Regions from separate parts of the Mus musculus genome. Here all the other regions are linked to region 4. Evidence: chromatin contacts called from public Hi-C, HiChIP or PLAC-seq and promoter capture Hi-C data. All regions are on one chromosome and are shown on one strand. The core of a region is the stretch at or near the end of the contact, and the rest is flanking DNA. Distances in the headings are between cores, read along the strand shown. Region 1 has its middle 56 kb from the start of Gm33442. Region 2 overlaps Lrrk1 (leucine-rich repeat kinase 1). Region 3 holds the start of Lrrk1 (leucine-rich repeat kinase 1). Region 4 holds the start of Asb7 (ankyrin repeat and SOCS box-containing 7). Region 5 has its middle 22 kb from the start of Gm33442. Region 6 holds the start of Aldh1a3 (aldehyde dehydrogenase family 1, subfamily A3). Region 7 overlaps Lrrk1 (leucine-rich repeat kinase 1).

The links. Promoter capture Hi-C pulls out the DNA fragments that hold promoters and counts their contacts. Hi-C and Micro-C count contacts between places; a contact is called where the count stands out from the background. HiChIP or PLAC-seq counts read pairs in DNA pulled down with a chosen protein or histone mark. Capture Hi-C pulls out chosen DNA fragments and counts their contacts.
Region 1: a contact with region 4 is called in a Hi-C map of CD4 T cells, with 1.8 times the contacts expected there. The contact joins the enhancer-like site here to the promoter of Asb7 in region 4. A contact is called at or near these places in 1 of 484 Hi-C or Micro-C datasets (CD4 T cells) and 4 of 115 datasets of contacts at active chromatin or transcription factors (bone marrow-derived macrophages, embryonic stem cells and memory CD8 T cells).
Region 2: an H3K27ac HiChIP or PLAC-seq map of the NIH/3T3 cell line shows a contact between it and region 4, with 2.5 times the contacts expected there. The contact joins the enhancer-like site here to the promoter of Asb7 in region 4. A contact is called at or near these places in 1 of 39 promoter capture datasets (cranial neural crest), 2 of 484 Hi-C or Micro-C datasets (embryonic retina and embryonic stem cells) and 15 of 115 datasets of contacts at active chromatin or transcription factors (the 230-238 cell line, the NIH/3T3 cell line, T-cell acute lymphoblastic leukemia and 9 more).
Region 3: a contact with region 4 is called in a promoter capture Hi-C map of liver. The contact joins the promoter of Lrrk1 here to the promoter of Asb7 in region 4. A contact is called at or near these places in 13 of 39 promoter capture datasets (the 3T3-L1 cell line, the C10 cell line, the HPC-7 cell line and 9 more), 3 of 484 Hi-C or Micro-C datasets (Th1 cells and embryonic stem cells), 19 of 115 datasets of contacts at active chromatin or transcription factors (the 230-238 cell line, astrocytes, bone marrow-derived dendritic cells and 12 more) and 2 of 9 other capture datasets (adipose tissue and liver).
Region 5: a contact with region 4 is called in an H3K4me3 HiChIP or PLAC-seq map of pro-B cells, with 2.6 times the contacts expected there. The contact joins the enhancer-like site here to the promoter of Asb7 in region 4. A contact is called at or near these places in 1 of 39 promoter capture datasets (neutrophils) and 2 of 115 datasets of contacts at active chromatin or transcription factors (memory CD8 T cells and pro-B cells).
Region 6: a promoter capture Hi-C map of liver shows a contact between it and region 4, with 4 times the contacts expected there. The contact joins the promoter of Aldh1a3 here to the promoter of Asb7 in region 4. A contact is called at or near these places in 15 of 39 promoter capture datasets (the 3T3-L1 cell line, 3T3-L1-derived adipocytes, the C10 cell line and 11 more), 3 of 484 Hi-C or Micro-C datasets (embryonic cerebral cortex, embryonic fibroblasts and embryonic stem cells), 26 of 115 datasets of contacts at active chromatin or transcription factors (the NIH/3T3 cell line, the SCID.adh cell line, T-cell acute lymphoblastic leukemia and 16 more) and 3 of 9 other capture datasets (adipose tissue, liver and pancreatic islet).
Region 7: a FOXA1 HiChIP or PLAC-seq map of pancreatic cancer cells shows a contact between it and region 4. The contact joins the enhancer-like site here to the promoter of Asb7 in region 4. A contact is called at or near these places in 7 of 39 promoter capture datasets (the 3T3-L1 cell line, HPC-7-derived erythroid cells, embryonic stem cells and 4 more), 1 of 15 datasets of contacts at CTCF or cohesin (the NIH/3T3 cell line), 3 of 484 Hi-C or Micro-C datasets (CD8 T cells, pre-B cells and pre-megakaryocyte-erythroid progenitors), 26 of 115 datasets of contacts at active chromatin or transcription factors (T-cell acute lymphoblastic leukemia, bone marrow-derived macrophages, cardiomyocytes and 15 more) and 1 of 9 other capture datasets (liver).

What each region holds. Positions count from the first base shown.
Region 1 is chr7:66,195,439-66,198,138 of GRCm38.p6, reverse strand. No RefSeq gene overlaps it. Among named protein-coding and RNA genes, the nearest start is that of Gm33442, 56 kb to the left of the region's middle. Within about 2 kb of position 1,373, at least 100 of the 459 cell types and tissues checked have an H3K27ac peak or open chromatin away from gene starts, as enhancers often do. A contact at or near this core is called in memory CD8 T cells, where this site is marked.
Region 2 is chr7:66,338,484-66,341,183 of GRCm38.p6, reverse strand. All of the region lies in intron 3 of Lrrk1 (leucine-rich repeat kinase 1), which reads left to right. Among named protein-coding and RNA genes, the nearest start is that of Mir7057, 42 kb to the left of the region's middle. Within about 2 kb of position 1,368, at least 74 of the 459 cell types and tissues checked have an H3K27ac peak or open chromatin away from gene starts, as enhancers often do. A contact at or near this core is called in the NIH/3T3 cell line, where this site is marked.
Region 3 is chr7:66,386,892-66,389,591 of GRCm38.p6, reverse strand. It overlaps Lrrk1 (leucine-rich repeat kinase 1), which reads left to right and starts at 1,251. Exons shown (of 34, transcript NM_146191.3): 1 at 1,251-1,372.
Region 4 is chr7:66,688,264-66,690,963 of GRCm38.p6, reverse strand. Asb7 (ankyrin repeat and SOCS box-containing 7) reads left to right here and starts at 1,403. Exons shown (of 6, transcript NM_080443.2): 1 at 1,403-1,864; 2 at 2,044-2,141. It overlaps Lins1 (lines homolog 1), which reads right to left and starts at 1,075. Exons shown (of 8, transcript NM_152815.2): 1 at 941-1,075.
Region 5 is chr7:66,229,106-66,231,805 of GRCm38.p6, reverse strand. No RefSeq gene overlaps it. Among named protein-coding and RNA genes, the nearest start is that of Gm33442, 22 kb to the left of the region's middle. Within about 2 kb of position 1,420, at least 149 of the 459 cell types and tissues checked have an H3K27ac peak or open chromatin away from gene starts, as enhancers often do. A contact at or near this core is called in memory CD8 T cells, neutrophils and pro-B cells, where this site is marked.
Region 6 is chr7:66,426,190-66,428,889 of GRCm38.p6, reverse strand. It overlaps Aldh1a3 (aldehyde dehydrogenase family 1, subfamily A3), which reads left to right and starts at 1,413. Exons shown (of 13, transcript NM_053080.3): 1 at 1,413-1,576. The coding sequence starts at 1,478. It overlaps Gm33515 (a long non-coding RNA gene), which reads right to left and starts at 243. Exons shown (of 3, transcript XR_391552.2): 1 at 154-243.
Region 7 is chr7:66,304,359-66,307,058 of GRCm38.p6, reverse strand. Lrrk1 (leucine-rich repeat kinase 1) reads left to right here. Exons shown (of 34, transcript NM_146191.3): 9 at 51-214; 10 at 1,529-1,666. Among named protein-coding and RNA genes, the nearest start is that of Gm45989, 24 kb to the right of the region's middle. Within about 2 kb of position 1,413, at least 76 of the 459 cell types and tissues checked have an H3K27ac peak or open chromatin away from gene starts, as enhancers often do. A contact at or near this core is called in CD8 T cells, bone marrow-derived macrophages, memory CD8 T cells and 5 more, where this site is marked.

The DNA.
Region 1 (2,700 bases), core at 124-2,623, 490 kb after region 4:
CAGCTCAACCGGAGAAGCCCAGTGGGCAGCTGAGGGCTGGGAGAGTGGGCAGGAGGCACAGAACCACAGCTCTGGGAGGATGCTGGCTCTACATTCAGGATAACACTTACAGAACTAAAGGGCATGAGGGAGAGGTGAGGACTAGGGAGGGAAGCTCACATCCCCTCTGCACCCCAGATGGCCAGAGAGGTCATAGCCGCTGTTGTCCTTGAATGGGATGGAGCTTGGAAGTCCTCAGCGTCTTCAGGGCTTATGCTTCCGTGTCACAGACACCGCACCCAAGGCTTACAGAGCTAGAGCCATTGGCCAGAGCTAGCTTCAGTGTGATCCACATCTATTGGCTTTGGAGCCCCCACTCTACCTCCAGCTTCTTTGGCACCCATGAATTTCTTAAGGTGGCACCAGCATGCAGCCATCACTCCACAATGCTGAGAGGCTCTGGGATGTGGTCATGTGACCCTTGGGTGCTGGAGCTAGCTCATCATAGCTTGACTCTCAGTTCTCATTGATTGTGTGACCTGAGGTCATTTTTCAGCCTCTATGGATGTGTACTTTGGTTTCCTCCTCTATTTTTTTTTAAGCATGAAGGGAGTAGCCTCTTCCCCACAGCTCAGAGTTAAGCAGTACAGTCTAAGGATGGGCGCTGCGATGTTATTTTGTCACTGTTGCTGGTGTGAAGATATGCGGTTTAGGGGACCAGCCTGGGAAAGCAGCTTGAACCTGCCCACTTGAGAAGCCCCAAACCTGATCTCTGACACCCCAGCTCTACCCCTTCCTGGAAGTGGCTTCTGTTTAGACTCTCTTTTCTGAAGGTTCAGGCACAGGCTTTTCTCAGCTCTGGTCCCCACACACCCTCCCACCCCAGAGGAAGCAAAACTACCCCTGGTCAAGTCCCAGGTGGGGCTTCCTCTGGGTGGATTCCAGGCCAGCCTCCACAGCGTTGGCTGCCTCTGCCTGAAGCCATGTGTGGGCCCAAGGGCTAGCAGGCTTCCTCCCCTGAGCCCTGTCTGTTCGGAGTGCACAGTGGTTGAATGGTGGGTGGGGTGCCTGCCCTGTCCGTCTATAGGTTGTGATCTAACTCCACTGCCAGTCTCTTGTCTAGGCTGGACCCAACTCTCCTGACCCCACTGGCTCCTGGTGGGTCCAGCTGGGCTGCACGGAGGTACACCCTTTGGGCTATGTCATAGGATGCTACAACCATTCCTACCTATCTATACCCAACAGTCTACAGCGGGGAGCCTTGGGATGGTGGAGATGAGGGGCCTCTGGGTAGTGGAACCTTTGGTTTTATTCCTCTCTCACAGAAAGGCAAGCTCTAAGACGACGAAGTCCCCGCCCTGCCCAGCCCTCCGACTTCCCCAGCCCCAAGTTGTACAACAGGCACTTGAACTGCCAGAAACAGTCCCCAGATAACCTTATCAGCCACCCAGCCACAGAGCCTCTCTGCCGCGCCAGCCACCCACAAAAATAGAGCTGCTGATTAGAACCTTCCAGAAACACAGACACTGGAGCCTTCCAAAAGCTGAAGAGACATCCTGGCGTGTTCTGAAGCCCTGCTCTATCTTAAAGCAGCACGAAATATTTATTCTGGGGGTCTTCAAATCAACTCTCAGGATTTGTGGAAGGAAATTTGCCAACTACCTTTTAAAAAACACCAAAAAAAGTATCCCTCTTCTTTAAGTTCTTTAACTACCACTTCTGATAGTATAGTTTAAAGAAATAATAGGATGGAAGGAAAAAAGTACTAGTTAAGGTTGTCCGCCCATGGATTCATCAGAGTTCCTAAGCTTAACCTGAAGATGACATCATGCCCAAAAATGGGAGGAGGAAGGGAGAAAGGGGGAGGGAGGGAGAAGAGGGGGGGATTGAAGGAGGAGAATCAAGGAAGAAAAGAAGGAAGGAAGTTAGGATAGGAAGGAGGATAGATTCATGGCAACCTACCCTACTGTGTCCCAGATAGCTCTTAGAGCGTTAGTGACAGGGCTTATGGAGAGATGACTGCATGGGTAAGAGGATTCACTGTGGAAGCATGGGAATTAAACACAGATGCCAGCAGCCACAGAAAAAGCTGAACATGGCTATGTGAACAGTGACAACCCCAGCCATGGAGGGTGTGGAAACAGAAGGAGTGAGTTTTCTGGCTGTCAATCTAGGTCCTGGCTTAGTTCAAGAGGACAAGGGGAGGTGATAGAGAAGGACACTTGTGCCCTCTTCTTCTGGCCTTCACACATGTACACATGTACATGAACATAAATATACTCTATCTCTCTCTCACAGACACATAGTTTTAAAATATTTATTTTAATTATCATGTGCATGAGAATTTGCATGTATACATATAGGCATGCATGTACGTGCACCATATGTGTTCACAGAACTCAGGGGCCAAAGGATGTTATATCCACCTGAAAAAGGAGTTACAGGTAGTTGTGAGTCACCATATAGGTGCTGGGTACCCAAGCACCCAGTGTTTTTAACTGCTGAGCCATCTCTCAACAACCGTGTGTGTGTGTGTGTGTGTGTGTGTGTGTGTGTGTGTGTGTGTGTCTATATTTGTGTATCTGTATGTCTCTGTGTGTCTAGATCTGTGCCTGTGCATCTGTCTGTGTCTGTGTGTATTTCTGTGTCTGTGGGGTCTGTGTATGTATGTGTCTATGTGCGTCTGTGCATGTGTGTGGATGGGTGCATCTGTGTCTGTGC
Region 2 (2,700 bases), core at 119-2,618, 350 kb after region 4:
CATACATGACGTATGCCAAACCATTGGCTAAAAAGCAAACCCAAAATTACCCTCCTGCCAACAGCTCACGGGGAATAAGAATTGAATGTTACCGTGGAAACCCTTCATCAATACTTTGTTTGCATTACTTTGGTTAGCCTAGGCTTAATCATTTAATTTAATGTTAGAAATGATTCCATTTTTAAGCCTCTAGCCAATTCTCAGAAAAGTCAGAGATTGGGAGACAATGAGCACCGTGAAGAGGACATTTGATATTGCTCTGGTTATGAATTCTCGGGGCCACACCTATGTGTGCGAGATGGCCCAACTGTTGGGTCCACAAGGTGATGTAATCCCCAGTGTTCCCTGGCTGTAGGATGCTATGAAGAATTCCCAAAGCGTCAGATAACAGCTCAACACAATTTGAAAAGCTCTCCAATATAGTTTCAGTAAATAAGCCGGTAACTTCTATTAAGAAGGACGAATGGATGCAGGCATGCAGAAGAAAGTCATGTACTAGTGCATATAAAAAATAAAAACAATTAGGCGTGATTTTAAAAACTGAAGAGAAGCTGGTGGAACTGGTGTGCGTCTCAGCATTCCTCTCTCGGTGCAGCTGAGAACCCTGCACATTCCGTACACAGCAATGCTGCATGCACTGCAGTGGACATTTTCAAGTGAGAGAGAAAAGACCTGCTAGTGTGGTCAGAGCTGGGGGGGGGTGTTGCACCTCTGGGGGGTCCCTCTCACCTTCGTTGCATCCCTGATAGAACAACAAGAAGCTGGCGACTCAGAAACAAATGGACACAGACAAAGAAGCTCTAAGGGAAGGCAGAGCACTAGGCAAGGGCAGCATGAAAAAACAGTCTATAGGCAACGCCCAGCCACACCATAGCAGTGTCTGCAGCCCTTCCCCATCACACTCCTGCCAAGGCCAGGTGGAGAGGCTCTAACCCAGCCAGGCTGTAAAAGTTGTCCCAGTCATCCAAGAAGTCTGCTGGGAGCTGGGACGTTAATCAGCACTCAGGCACTAGGTGGTAATATAATAACCATCCCCCCAACATACACACACACACACACACACACACACACACACACTGCTTTCACTGGAGACCTAAGGAGCATGAAAGACCTTCCTGCCCAACAGGACCCAGGAGTCCATTCCCCTTGTCCCATCTAATTCTGAGTAGTTCCTGTTTTCCCAGGAGTGATTAATCCACACAACTGTTCACCCACCAGAGTTAGCAGAGTCCAAGCCCAGGACTTGAATAGGATCCCGTTCCTAAAATACATTTTCACTAATCACCAGATCCTAATAAACACACTCTCCTCAGGAAACAGAAAAATATCACTCAGAGAGAACAGGGCAGCCACAGTGTCCGCAGCTGGATGAGTCAGACGTTTGGAAGCTCAGACAAGACCTCTAAAACAGACCAAACACTCCTGCGAGCAAACACGAGCATGCTTAAAGCAAAAGTAAACAGCAGGAGTCACCAAAGAAGGAGTGTCATGGAGGAGCAAAGGGGGATGAAATGGAAATTTTAGAATCTCTAAAATACAATAGCTGAAGGTTTCTTTTGTAGACAGACTCAAGTCTAGAATAGAGAAGACAGAAGAAAGAATCTATACCCTGATAGATTGAGAAGGAGGGAAGGGGAGAATGAGAGGGAAGGGAAAAAGGAAGACACAGGGAGGAGGAGAGATGGGAGAAGGGGAGATGGAAAAGAAGGGGGAGAGATGGGAAGAAAGAGGGCGAGATATGGGGAGGGGAGAGGAGAGGAAGGAGAAGAGAACGAGAAAAGGGAGAGATGGGGATGGAGGAAGGAAGAAAGGAAAGGGAGGGGAGAGGGAGAGATGGAGAAGGGAAAGGGTAGAGAAGAAAGGGGAAGAGGAAGGGGGAGAGGGAGTGAGGAAGGAGCAAGAGATTGAAAGAGCCCCAGAGGAGGTAAGAATTTTAGCTGAACTCATGCTCTCAGAGTCCACAAGGAGTGGAAGGAAACGCACTGAACCCTAATTTAGGAAACTGAAAACTCCTCCAAAGCAGAGAAGACAAAGCCAGCAGAGTGGAGAAGCAAGAAGGTCCCCGACAGGAGCGATGTCAGTGACCAGTGCTCCCCACATATCATACTCAAGCCACCATAAAAACAAAAGAAACAAAACCAAAACTATTGAAAGCTCTGAAGCTCTGGGGGGAGGAGAGAGAGAGAGGGAGAGGAAGAGGGAGAAGGAGATATGTTTCCTTGGGGGGGGGGAACAATTTGAACGACATTGTCAGACACCAAGGATCCAGGGGAAGTGACACAAAGCACTAACGAAGGAGAGGGGTCAACTTAAAGCCCCATGGCCTGGAGAATACCCCTCAAGAAGGAAGAGAAAATGAATACATTCTGGAATGATGGAGATGAGAGAACTAACGTCTGGAAGGAAGGTGTCCCTAACGGAGCAGCTATACCTAAAGGACGAACCAAGCAAGGGCTGTTGGGAATTAGGAGCCTGGTGAGAACAAAGCACAAGCACACAGAATAGGCTGTTAGTTCATTCTTTGTCCCTCGAGTTGTATTTGACAGTTGAAGCAAACGGAACCATCGCTTAATACAGCTCTTAATATAGAAAGAGGGGATTTTTAAAAACAAGGCAATTATCTAATAAAGGTAAAATTTCAATGCTATCTAAACTGATTTTAAAATTACTGAAAATAGTACTTTATCGGTCTATTTTAGT
Region 3 (2,700 bases), core at 2-2,501, 300 kb after region 4:
CCTTTGTTTGCTCGTTTGTTTGTTTTAAATTGGGCACTTTTCTTAACCTATTTCTAAGATTGTTTAAAGTGGAAAATTTCTTGCCACTTAAGCATAGGCAACACAAGTCCTCTTAGTGTGTGTTGGTCCTGGCTCTAGACATGGACTTCCTTTTAGTAACGCTAGGTGGCAGTGATGTATGTATGCCCTGAAGGCGCCACCAAGCCAGGCTCATTCAAACTGCTGACGCCATGCCTTGCAAATTATTAGGGACTTTTCCATAGCAGTCATGTTGCTGGCCTTGCTAATTGGTCTGAGGACCTCGGTGGTGAGGACAGGATTGCAGAACCCCACCTACATTTTTGTAACAGTGTTCGATGGAGGAAAAGAAGAGCGAACGTAGAAGAGCTGCGAGGTTGTGGCCTTGCCAACTAGGGATACAAACTCCAACTCTAAACAAACACTTGAGGTGTTCCCAAAATATCTCAGGCGGCCCACGGCTTCTCAAATTCTGTGAGCTGCCAGTGAGGCGGTCTGTCAATGTTCTTTGCACTTGGTCTCAGGAATATTCATTCTTACCAGTAAGAAGCACTTCGGTCCAGTACTGATTTTCTACCAAGGATTATCTTTTCTCGGGGAAAACGAGCGGAATCCGAAGCTTGCCTGCTGAGTGTATAGCCGCGTTTGGTTATTAACTTCAGTGGAATCAACTGACAACATTCCACCTCATCGCCACAAGCAGCCAGTCAGGGTGGCATGCTCCTGTAATCCCAGCTACTCCGGAGTTCGAAAATCGAAAAATATTCATCAGCTAGTAATATCTTTGCAAACGTCCATAATTTAAGTTAGCGAACTCGTGTGGTGAAAAAGCGCAGTTTACAAAACATCAACTTTTAAAATGTAGTTTCTGCACCGCTCCATAAAGACCTGCACACACATTAATATTCTCGCTCTCTTAATATTTACAGTCACAGTATATGGCCAGCAAACAGGATAAAAATTAATCTGTTACTCGAGCAGGGTAGGAAAGGCACAACCTTGTCACTGTGCCTGTCCGCAGGGAAGGCAGCAAAGCATTCAAATTTGGAGAGGAGTCCACAAAGTTTCAAGACCCAAGCGTCTACCGAGGCACAAGAGCAGTGAGCTTGGTCACCGACATCTTGCAGCTAGGGAAACCGAGGCAGGCCATCCAGGGGAGGTCGGGGCGGCCGACCCTCTGGCACAGCCCTGCTTCCGCGCCACCCGCCCTCTCCGCCCGCCAGGCGGCCGCAGGATTGAGGAAGTGCGTCTGGCCCCCGGCGGCCAGAGCATTGCAGGGCAGAGTACGGTAGGACCGGCAGGCCCCGGCCCTCTGATGTCGCCGATCCGCGGCTTCCAGACCCTGCCGCCGCAGGTAAGTGCTGCTCCGACCCGCGCCCTGTCCGAGGACCCGAGCGAAGCCCGCACCTTAGATCCAAGCTTTGCCCGCACCACCCCGTCCCGCGCCCGGGTCCCCGCGTGCAGCCGCCGTCGCCTGCTTGTGCCCTGCGTCTCGCCTCGCCCCACAGCTCCTCTCCCCAGCTCAGCACCCCGTACCCCGGGCGACCGCGTGCTCCGGACCCCGGCCTGTGTCCGGGACCCGCAGGTCACAGCTCCGGTGGGCGTCTGGAACTCGGGCTGCCCGGGGTCTCTTCGCTGCCTCTCTGGGCTGCGCAGCGACCCTCGCCCCTTGAAGGGTTAAAGCGAGTGCAGAGCTAGAACCCGGGAGCTGGGGCAGCCGAAAACCAGCCTGGGATCGGAGCGGGGCGGGGGCGGGGAGCCGAGTTCAGAAACAAAAGTAGGAAACACTAGGGAGACTACAAAGTTCTTTTGCGTTTGGAAAAAAAAAAAAAAAAAAAAAAGCCTGACTTTTAACTTGGGAGTGGGGGTGGGGTCTAAGCGTGGGAGTTCGTGGGCGCGAGTGGCTGGAGGCAAAGGCCCAGCGAGGCTCTTCCCGCGCGTGCGGGACAGCCGGGTGGTGCTGGATGGTCTGGAGGTCTTCCCCTGCTCCACGCGTGGGGCATGTTTCTCACCCTGTGGTCCCATCACTTTGCCTATGGGCTCTGTTGCTTGGAGCCAGTGGCAGTCCTTAATGGATGAGAACAAGAATTCCTGGAGGGGCAGTAAGAAAGACAGCAATGGAGAGACTCTAGGGATGCTGACAGCCAGTTCAGTCTGGCTTTTAATAGTTTGAGGCCATTACGTTTTTCTCTTACATGATGCTCATCCCTGCAAAAACCGGAGCAGGATAGATAGGGTCTTAAAGGCAAATTCTCTTAGCAAATTCTCACCAAATAACCTATTTTTGATGAGTTGGTCACTCACACTCACATAGCAGCATCAAAGGACCTACGATTTGTACACTTTGAAAAACTTTAGCATTGAATTCTTTCTGTGATTTGGTTTTCATTGTCCTTGCTCATGTTCCAGAAGAATATAGCATACCAACACCTAATTTGTCCTTAGAGGGGCTTTTCTAGTCAGCCAAACGTTTCCTTCCCCCACACCTACAACAGTCTCCTTAATAGTTTGGATATAATTATTATAACTAACTAAATAAACCAGCTAAGGAGATGGCTCAGTATACAAAGCACTTGCTGATCACGTGTGAGGATCTGAATTCAGATTCAGAATCCGCTTAAAGCCAGATGAGACAAAGGTGCAATCCCAGATGCCCCCACTTCAAGATGGGAGATTCCCTGG
Region 4 (2,700 bases), core at 154-2,653:
AGCCTAGAAAAAAAAAGACCCAGAGGCAAATCGAACACTGACTCCCACCTGCAACAAAATATCGCAATAGGTTACATCATCCCCAGGAATCCAATTCCCATAACAGCTTTCTCTATTATGTGATCAATGCAAAACATAGAAACGGGAATCATTCTGGCATGACCTATACATTCCTGCAAAATCTGCAGTCTGCCCACACCCCCTAATCTCATTTCCATCTTTCTTCCCCTTACTCAGTCACAGTTCCCCTAAACTTATTAAAGTACCAAAGGCTTTGCACTTCAGATTAACTGCTTGTAAAGGCCTTCCCTCAGATCTTTGTTGGCTAGTTTTTTTTGTCATTCACAGAGCATAAATGTCATTCTCTGGGAGACCTGGCTCACAATCTAAGAGTCTAGCGCATCCTAGTCAAACTGTATTCCATTACTTTGTGGGTTTTTTTTTTTCCCTAATCATTCTGCAGTTTCATCTTCTCTTGTTAAGATAAAAGAAAAAAAAAGAAAGAAAAGAAAGAAAGGAAAGAAAAGTTCACAAAGTCTCCCCAACAACTAGAGTAGTGTCAACCCAGTAGACACTTGCTAAAAGAATCAATGCATTTAAACAATGTATCAATGTGCCCACTCTGCGCCCCCCTCCCCCGGCTCTTTTCATTCACAAGAAACCACTAGGGTCGCTATCCTCGCAGGCAAGCCCTTGAACCAGCCTCGCGATCCCAAAGAGCGTGCTCTCTCGCAGGCTGGGCGAGGCAGCCTGGAAGCTAACCGGGTCTCAGAGACCGACAGATGCACCAAACATCGCCACTCGCTTCCAAGAAGCACCGCAGAGCGACGACGAGTAGGGGCCCTCATCGCCTGCTCTCGGCCCTGTCGCCTCCCCCGTCGCTCAGCCTGCCACGCACGTGTCGCTCCAGCCACCCAGCTCAACCTGGGCTCCTGCTTACCTGGCTGCCATCCCGCCGGGCCACGCAGCCATCGCCCGGCCACTCGTGCCCACAGCTGCCTACTCCAGGCCACCGTACTCCACGGAAGGCCTTGCCGGCCCCTCCCTCAGCAGGCGTAGAAGCCCCATTCGTAGTACAGTGTCTCTTAGCAACCGCTTAGAGTCTCCAGGCTGGGGGTGGAGCCTGGAGAACCGCTGCGGGGAAGCGGAGGGGACGAAGGGAGAGCGACCAATCGGAGACAAGTCCCAGCCTCTATTAGCCCGCCTCCTCTAACTGTCGCGAATCCGCGGGCAGCTTTACGACAGCCAGGGGGTGGGGGCATCTGTGTGAGGAGAAGGAAGCAACCAACCAACCAAGTCGCCCCCACCCCCTACCCCAACCCCCACCCACCGCGGATCTGGTTTACGGCTTGGAGCGCAGGCTCCAGTGCGGCAGCTGATTGGCTGTCGAAGGCTTGGTCCCATCCCAGTGACCCCAAAGTGCTGGAAGGAGGGGGCGGGGGTGGCCCAGTGCAAAGTGCATCCCGAAAGCCCCCTGTCGGGACACCCTGCTGCTGACACTTCGGACCTGGTATGACTTAGGGTCTCTCTGTCCCCAGACCTCTTGAGTCCCTCGGTAGCTGAAAGCCTCCGGCCCGGCGCGCGGCAGACCCTTGGTCTGAGCCCCTGGACCGGGACTGCCCCCCCCCCCCCCCACCCAGCCGGCACTTCCTCCCAGCGCCCCTTCCCGGAGGCTGCTCCGAGGCCAAGACCGCCACCCCCAGCCTGATCGACTATCTGGATGCTCTCTGGGTTGGGGCCGTGAAGCACCCAGGAGGATCAGGAACACGGTGTCCGGCCCTGCCTGGGGTGTTTCTTCAATGGAGAAGTTGGTGAATGTGCAGGAGGCTGAAAGGAGAGAGAGGAGCTGCAACTGAGGACACAGGTAAAGTCAGTTTCTTCCTCCCTTGAGGGGAGGGGGCTGGCTGGGTGGGGGTTGGGGGAGAAGCCCTGCTCTAGCCTGCCTGCCCTTGCCACCCTCCAGCCTTTGCTAAGCTCCCCCATCCTCAGAGCCCTCTCCTCGCCCCTGGATCACTGCACCACTGATCGGTTTCTGTTTTCCAGGTTTGAGCTTGCTGGAGGACACTCGCGAGTAGAAGGGGTCTGGCCACCCACCAGAGGAGCAATAAACAGAGTGCTTTGGACCAGCATCCTCTTGAAAGGTAAAGAGGCAGACCTCCCTTCCCCCATTGTTTACTCCTGGCCCCTACCTCATTAAGTAACGCTTTATTTCCAGGGTGGTTGCCTGGGAATGCAAGCTTTCTTAGATCCTAGTTTCCTAGCAAAACCAGAAGCACTGCCCATGCCTGGTCCTTAACACCCCAGTAACTTCTCTAGCCCAGAAACGTCTTCTGGGACCTGATCAGAGCGTTTCCGTGTTTTGCATTATCTTTTGGTATACTGTGTCATGTACTCTGCTCGGAGGCTTGGAGACCTTTTTGTAGTTCCCCGCCTTACATACTCTCATAGGAATTCTTCAATTCCATGTTAATTGCTTGTTAATTCTGAATGATTCTGCTTTTAATTAAACCACAGTTTACTGTTTTGCCCATGTACATTTTTTTCTCTCTATGCCTCCATCAGGAAAGCTTCAGAGTTACCTAACTGATAATGACTTAGTAGCAGAAGGTGAACAGGAGGACTGAAACTTACAGGTTTTGAAGAAAATAATTGGATTTGGTTTTCCTGGAACAAGTGAATGTGTGTAGCTTAAGAATGGGA
Region 5 (2,700 bases), core at 171-2,670, 460 kb after region 4:
CTGGGATCACACAGGGGTCAGCGTCTAAGCGTTAGCAAGCTTTTGCTTAAGCTGGTTTTGTTTGTTTGTTTGTTAGGCAGGCCTGGGGATTGAACCCCGGGCCTTGCACAGGCTAGACAAACTTTTCTCCCACTTAGTAATGTATCAAACCCTTTCCAGAAATTGTTTCTTTTGAGACATGATCTTGCTAAGAGTTTCCAAGACTGACCTGGAGCTCACTCTGTATGGTGTCCTCACTGAGGCTGCCCTTATACTTAACTCTGCCTTCTACCGATATAGTTATGTATGGTTCCTCACCGAGGCTGGCCTTATACTTCACTATGCCTCCCACCTATATCTCCAGACTTGGCTTATTTAAAATATCCTTTTTTCTTAAACCAATAGCCTAACTATTTAAACTATCAGACATTTAAAAGAGCAATCTAGGGTCTGGAGTACTGACCCCTCCCCTTCTTAAAAGAGCCATTCTGAAGCCATGCACAGACTCCTTTGACTGAGACCAGGAAATAAAAGCTTTGCTCTGCAGATAGGAAAAACAAGCCTCACGGACAGGGTGCATTGGGGCCCTGGTACGCTGAAGTGAGTGGCTGTCTCCCTTCTGCCCCAACCCAGTGCCCCATCCACCCAGTTCACGCTGGAAATCCAGAGACCTGGCTCCTGAAGCCAGAGGCTTACAGGAACCCTGCTGCGGACCATATTTCTGCTCTGACAGCCAGGCGTTGTAAAACCCAGTCTCCTGCTTGCAATCCCGCACAAGTTTCCCCTTGGAGGAGCTGACTTTGAACTTATTGAGAACAAAGACCCCTTTGTGATTCGCCTTGGGGACGGGAAGGGGGGGGGAGTATTGCATAAATAATATGAGAAGCACCAGCCCCAGTTCTATTTTGTAACCTCTTGTGACTATGAAATGAAAACCACTTTATTTTGAAAACTGCAGCACAGCCAAGTTTCTCTGGCTGGATGTGGAGGCCGGGGCCCAGGCAGGGCCAACAAGACAGCGGTTGTAGTATGGGTACGGCCAGGCCAGCTGTGGGCACATCAGCCTGCTCAGGCCCAGCTTGGCCCAGGGAAGGCATCAGTAAAACACAGCACGAATCTGTCCCTTCCCCAGTCGTGGGAAGCAAGCGGCACTCGGGCAAGAAGAAAGCCATTTCTTTACAATTGGGGCTGGAAAGAAATGGCTCTGTCCCCTCCTTTCTCCTGGGGCTCTCAGCCACAAGTGTCTTCCTGTGTCTCCCCCAAGCTTCTTCCTGCCAGCGCTCCAGGGCAGAAGGGCTGGCCTGGGGCCCCCACAGCAGCAGAGAGATTTAGCACAGAGTTCTGCTTTTGGTATTATTTCTACACACTGGTGGTACCCATCAGCCACGTAGGCTCTGCCAGGAGGTTTTGGGCTCTGAAAAACGTCATTCACCTCCTCTGGAAAGCCACAACAATCAACACAGGGTACCATGGCTTTGTCTCAGATCTGCCCCACAGACGACATGTGTAACTGAGGGTGTCACCCATCCTTGATCTCCAGCACCTGACCCAGGACTTGGCACCCCAGCAGCCTGCAGGTGGATAAAGGTTCATGATCTGTGTGTGTGTGTTCCCTAGCTTGGCTCAGGCCCTGAATTGGGTACCAGGCACTGAAGGAGATGAGGAGCTTTGCCCTTGTACTGTAAGGAATGATCCCTGAATCAAGAGCAAACCAGTCAGTAGGGGCTTAGAGGTTGATGTAACTGAGATATCTGAGTTGAAAGCTTCAGGTGTGGCTTGGTCCAGGGCCTCTGGCTGCCTTGGCTCCATCATGGATCTCCCTCACAGCAGGGAAGTTCAAAAGATAGTTGGACCATGCTGAAGAACAGCCCCTGTGTTTCCACAGCTTGGCGAAGTAAAGGTTCTGCATCCGCCCAGTCCACAGGCCCTGGAGGCAGATCTTTCCTGGGGGTTGGGGGTGAAGGGTTAAATGCTTCAGCCATTCTGGAGGATCCGAGCTCTGAGGGAACGAAGACTGTCCGTTGCTCGCGCAGCTTGCAGCATGGATCTGGGCACAGATAGCCTACAACTCCTTTACCGACAATCCATACATCATCTACAACCAAGCTGCCAAGATAAACCCGAGACTCCACCTGGATTTGGCCCTGCCTGTGGCTTATGCAAAGGGCTTTCATATAGCTGTAGCTCTGTGGGGGCATCCACAGCAAGCAATAAGACCCAGAGGAAGTGACTGGCTGAGACCAGTAGCTCCCCTTCACCTGGACCCCAGTATGCAGGACTAAGGAGCTATTGTTTCCCACTGTCCTCAGGAGACAAAGGACAAGCAGAGGCAACGGTAGTTATTCAGCCTCAGCTTCAAGAGGCAGATCCTCATTCCCTCCATATCTGGGGAAGAGCTTGCAGTTACCACGATCCTTAATGTTGCTACTGTTCAGGCTTGCCTAATAAGACAGTCTGTATCTGTATGTATACATAATAATACATATAGAGAGAGAAAGGGAAGGATATAGTAGGGCTCAGGGGATCATACAACTGATGTGCTTGGGTGTGGTTTGATCCAGGATAAACACACACACACACACACACACACACACACACACACACACACACACACACTCACACACACACACACACACACACACTCACACACACACACACACAAGAATCTATTATAAAGGATACATGTTACCTCCTGGACTCACTTTACAGGTAGGAAATGGC
Region 6 (2,700 bases), core at 164-2,663, 260 kb after region 4:
GAGTTGTGGGACCAGCTACATGTCCAGGGAGCCCAGAAAGAGCAGGAAAGATGGAGGAAGAATGTTGGTGACCCTAGTGTCAAAGGAAGATTCTCAGAAGCCTGTCAGTCCTTGCTCATTTGGGGGCCCACAGCCCCCCATCCCCACTCTCACCTGCATGCTCAATCCTTAATAGCAGGAGATTGTCTGAGAGGGCACAGCTCAAATAGGGCCTTCTGAAGGTTTACTGCTTATTCCACTATCCAGAAGGATTCCTAGTGACAAGACAGTGAGGAAGGACATGGGGAACAGAAATGGAGGCTGAGTCCTTAGAACAGGCAGAGGGAGGTACCTTACACAGAAGCACATGGCCAAATCTCTCTAAGGACTAAACCCCCTCCTCTGTGGGGAGTTCAAGCCTCACCCCCTGATGCAGCCACCCTACACGTGGGTGAGACACTTCTCCGGGTTTCGGATGAAGCTTAAGTCTTAAGTCCTGGGCTGAAAGAAGCGTTTCCTAAACGAGTTGGACATGCCTTTCCCACAGCCCCTCTTGGCAGTTCTGAGCAACATAAACATTAAGAGCTTTTAGTCTGAAAGCAACTAGCTGCAAAGATCTCATGTTTTGTTTTGGGGATTTTTTTTCCATTTTTTTAAAACGGAAGTTTAATTTGTGCGTTTGAAAAATTAAAATAATTGCCTCCCTAGGGTTGTGCGTACTTATATGAAGGTCACAGGACCATCAGCCGCAAAACTCCATAAGGCTGCGCATAAGAGCTGTCGCTTAGCCTGCTGTCGTGGGTGTGACGGAAGTTTCCTGCCAGCCAGGCTCAGAGTAGACCTCCTCCGCTGGCGGCCCTAGCTTGGGAAGGATGGAGCGCAGGCTTCTGGCAGTTGGACCCCAAATTGAGGCAGCCACGGGTGGTGACCACAAGACGTCTAGATCCTGGGAGGCACAACGCAGGGTCCCGGAGAGAGCGCTCACTCCCGCCGAAGTTTTGGAGAGCCGCTGCGGTGGTCCGGGGACCGCAGGTGCCTCTGACAAAATCTCGAGATTGCCCAGAGAGAGGCCTGTTACTGCGATCGCTACGAGCCGGCTCCCTGCCCTGACGGATGTCCGACCCTTGGGAATTCCCGGCCTTGGTGCCCCCGGCCCCCAAGTTCGCAGAAGGGCAGCCTACTAGGCTGCGGAAGCCCGCGGTGTGGCCGCCCAGCGATGCGCAGACAGAGCTCTCTGGCCGCAGCCTAGGTCGGTCTGGGACCGTCCCGCTCCCGGAGGGGCAGGGACAACAGGAGGGGTAGCAGCGGCGGCCGGGTCCCCTCCTCCTCTCCCGCGCCCGCCCTCCCTTCCTCCGTCCTGCAGCCAATTAGGCGGCCCCCTTGGGCGGGAGGCGTGGGGCGCTGCATAAAGGCGCGGAGCTGTCACCCAGAGCAGGCTGCGCACCGCCCAGGCCAAGCTGGTGCGTCGGGGACACGGACCGGAGAGTGCGAACCAGTTATGGCTACCACCAACGGGGCTGTGGAAAACGGACAGCCGGATGGGAAACCGCCTGCCTTGCCGCGCCCCATCCGCAACTTGGAGGTCAAGTTCACCAAGGTGAGGAGGGTGCGCTGTCGACTCGACGGCCTGGGACTCCTGCGCCGAGCAGCCTGGTAGGGAGAGTGGGGACCAAGATACAACCGTGCTGGGAGTCCGCAGGGAGCTGCCCACACCTGAGCGTCTCTGGTGGGGGCCGGCTCCTTGGAAACTGCACTTTTTTGAGGGGCACCCCAGAATGGAAACCTGCACCTCTGGCTGAACGATCTAAGCCTCAAAGCCAGAAGAGGAGCAGGAGCGATGCAGTGAGTGCAGCGCCCACGGTGCGGGAGTTGCAGCCTGCAGAGCCGCCCCCACCCCCACCCCCAGTGTCCGGGCCACCGCCCACTTTGAGTGCTGGTGCTTTTGGTGAATGGGCATAGGGCGACTTCTTGGTAGAGGGCTTTCTGGGCTGAAGGACCTGGGTTAGGGGGCGGGGGAGGGGGGCTAGAGATACCTGAGCACTCCAGGATGAGTTTGAGGCACACCAGGAACTGCAACTTGGAAGTAAGTCTTCCTGGGCAATGAGAGAAGGGTCTAGTACCCCGTCCGTCCTTCCGTCCGTCCTGTCCATTGTGTTCAGTCTGATCCCAGCTTACCAGGAGAGCAGGGGAGGAAAGATGGACGTCATTGAGGAGTACTCCTCAAGGCCTCTCGATCTGGGCCCAGGGAAGGAGCTGCGGGTTGAACAAGACCATAGGCAGGCCTGGTGGTGTTTGCCCTTTCCTGGGAGGCTGGAACTAGCATAGTGGTGAGCTCACCTGCCCAGAGCTTCAGGGACAATGATGTCTGGGAGCAGAGAAGGCTCAGAGAGGAAGAACAAGTCTAAATTCAGAGATGCGCTGCTCTGACTGCTAGGTGTACTGGCGGGCGTCTGAGGGACCACAGCGCTCCATCGGCTTCAGGTCTGGAAACCTCAACCCCTCTTATTTTCCTGTCTTGTCCACCGAGCTCAACTCCAGCTGACACGATGCTAAGAAGCCGCCTTCATGGGTTTTTATTTTCAAAAGTAGCAATTATCCCTCTTGAATAATTTTAATCAAAAGGTGAAAGTGGCAGGTCGCTATGTGTGGGCTTCAGATTCTGATATGTTGGTACTTAGTCCCCCTGAAGTCGGCCGTGCCGACATATAAATTGCATGACAT
Region 7 (2,700 bases), core at 164-2,663, 380 kb after region 4:
TGGTTGGGACTGGGATATGTTTGACCACGCACACTCTTTTCACCCCACAGCCACTAACTGGATCGGCCTGCGGAAGCTGCAAGAACTCGATCTAGCTGACAACAGGCTGACAGAGCTCCCTGTCCAATTTATGCACTCCTTCAAGTCTCTCACCTCTCTGAATGTCTCCAGGAACAACCTGAAGAGCTTCCCGGATCCCTGGTCCTGCCCTTTGGTTTGTATCCTGAAAGCCACAGCCGAGTTTGTATGCCGCTCTCTACATCCTCACGTCTTCTCCTGTTCCTCTACATTGTAGCTGAGGAGAGAGGTCCACAGTTTCAGTCAGGCTGTCACCCTGTAAGCCAGTTAGCCTAAGGGACACACAGTAGCTGCTACAACGTTTTGTAAAGCACGGGATGATGGCACAAGGGATGGAAGATAGCTCACTTTGGTAAAGGGCCTGCCACACAAGCATGAGTTTGACCCCCAAGAATCCACACACAGTAAAAGCTGAGTGTGGGTCTGGAAAGATGTCTGAGTGGGTAAAGCGGTTGCCATGCACACATAAGGACCTGTAGTTGGGTCCCCAGCCCCCATTTAAATGCTATGCAGACATGGTGGTCAAATGTAAGCCCAGCACCCAAAGCAGGACTCCTAGGGTGAGCTAGCTAGTGAGACCAACCATGTTTCCCAGCTCTGAGTTCAAGCGAGAGATCTGGTCTTAGTAACTGAGGTGGAGAACAACAGAGGAAGAGGCCTAATGTCAACCTCTGGCCTCCACAAGCACACATGTGAGCATGTATACATACGTACATACATGTCACAAACTTAAAAAAAAAAACAGGCATGGCAACACTTGCCTGTAATCCCAGCACTGAGAGGTGGGGGTAGGAGAGTCCCTGGTTGGCTGGTCAGACACCCAACATTAACCTGTGGTCTCCACATGCTCGCAAACGCACACATGCACGCATATGCACACATGCACTCATACGCACACATGCAAACCCAGATATACGCATGCATACCAACACAAATGCCAAAAGGGGTGCGGTTCTCAAGAGCACTAAAGAAGTGAGAAGAAGCAGGGGCCTGTATCCAGAGCTCTGCAGACTAAATGAGGTTTTTGTTTCTTGGGAATCTGGCTGGTTGAAACGGATGAATGACATAAGGAATATTTGTGCTTTGTTTCTGTTGGTTTCAAACCAAAGACTAAGCATTTCTAGTTTGGCCGCGTCCTTGGGGAAAGCAGTTGACTCCCGAGAGCGTGGCTCTGAATCGGTCCGTTATTTCCCAGGACAATGGACCGGATGGTGATCAAGGGAAGACGATGAGGCACGTTTGTCTCCCCTAGGAAACTCTCTCCCTGCTCCTGCAGGACAGGACAACACAGCAGACAGAGAATTGGAAGCCTTCTTCCTCACTCTGCACTGTGGTCACAGAGCCCTGTCCCAGTAGCCTCACTTCTGACATCAGATTTACAAACAGACTTCTGGGCAGCTCTACACTCACAAATCTACTTACCACTCTCCCCCTCCCCTCAAACTCCTAGAAATGTTGTAAAGCCTCCAAAAATGCCCTGGAATCGCTGCCAGACAAAATGGCTGTCTTTTGGAAAAGCCACCTTCGGGATGCAGATTTCTCTGAGAACTCTCTGAAAGAGGTGCCCCTGGGATTGTTCCAGCTTGACGTGAGTCCAATGGCACTTCATTTCTCACTGTCCACCGTGGTAAGAAAAAGCACTCTGGACCCTGGGGAACCTATGTGCTTTTTCCGAGTTTGTGAGACACATAAGTAGAAAAAGTGAAGGGTTAGTTGAGCCATCAAAGACATGCGGTCTTGAGCCAAGTTAGAGGAAGGAGAATAGTCACCAGGAAACAGCTGTGCCAGGGAAGGGCTTGTTTGCCTGCCTTAGTCAGCTTTTCATTACCTCTCATTCATAATAAAAACCCAGAGACAACCAGTGTGAAAACGCCTTGCCTTGGCACAAGGTTTGGGAAGTATCAGTCCGTATACAACCCACCATGTTGGTTTTAGTGCTTTGGGGCCTGTGGTGGGGAAGTGCACCATGGGAGAGCAAAGCTGTTCACTTCACAGCCAAGACCTGAACTAACAGGGAAACAGAAGAGATGTGGCCCCAATATCCTCCTCGTGGGCACACCAGCAGTGAGCAGAACACCTCTCCCAGGCCCCAGCTCTAAAAGGTTCCACCACCTACCAGTAACTCTGAGAGCCAGAGTGCCCAGCTTTACTGTTCCTTTAACATATGGACCTTTTAGAGAACTTCCTCATCAAAAATAATGACCCTCAGGACTTCACTCACGGTGGCACGTTTGTTTTGTTTTTGGCTGTAGTGGAGAATTAACCTAGAGTCTCACATACAGTCCGTAAGTGCCCAACCTCTGAGCTCCAGCCCCAGTCAAAACTCTGACGCTTGCCAGAGATGGACTCCATCTGGCCTCCAGAGATTCCCACGGAGCGCCACCACTCTAAGGAGAGACTTTGTGTCCTGAGCACTGGACCACTGCCTTCTAAGAGTCTTCAGGCAGGCTGTAAGACCCTGTGAGACCCAGAGCAAGGGATTGCTAACTGTTCACCAAAAGCATTAGGGCACTCCCTGTAGGGCCTGGTGGTGACTCACAGACCACATTGCCTGGGAAATGAGACCATGTTTAAACACCCAGGTGCAGCCCCTAGCAATCGCAGACAAGCTGCTCAGATCAT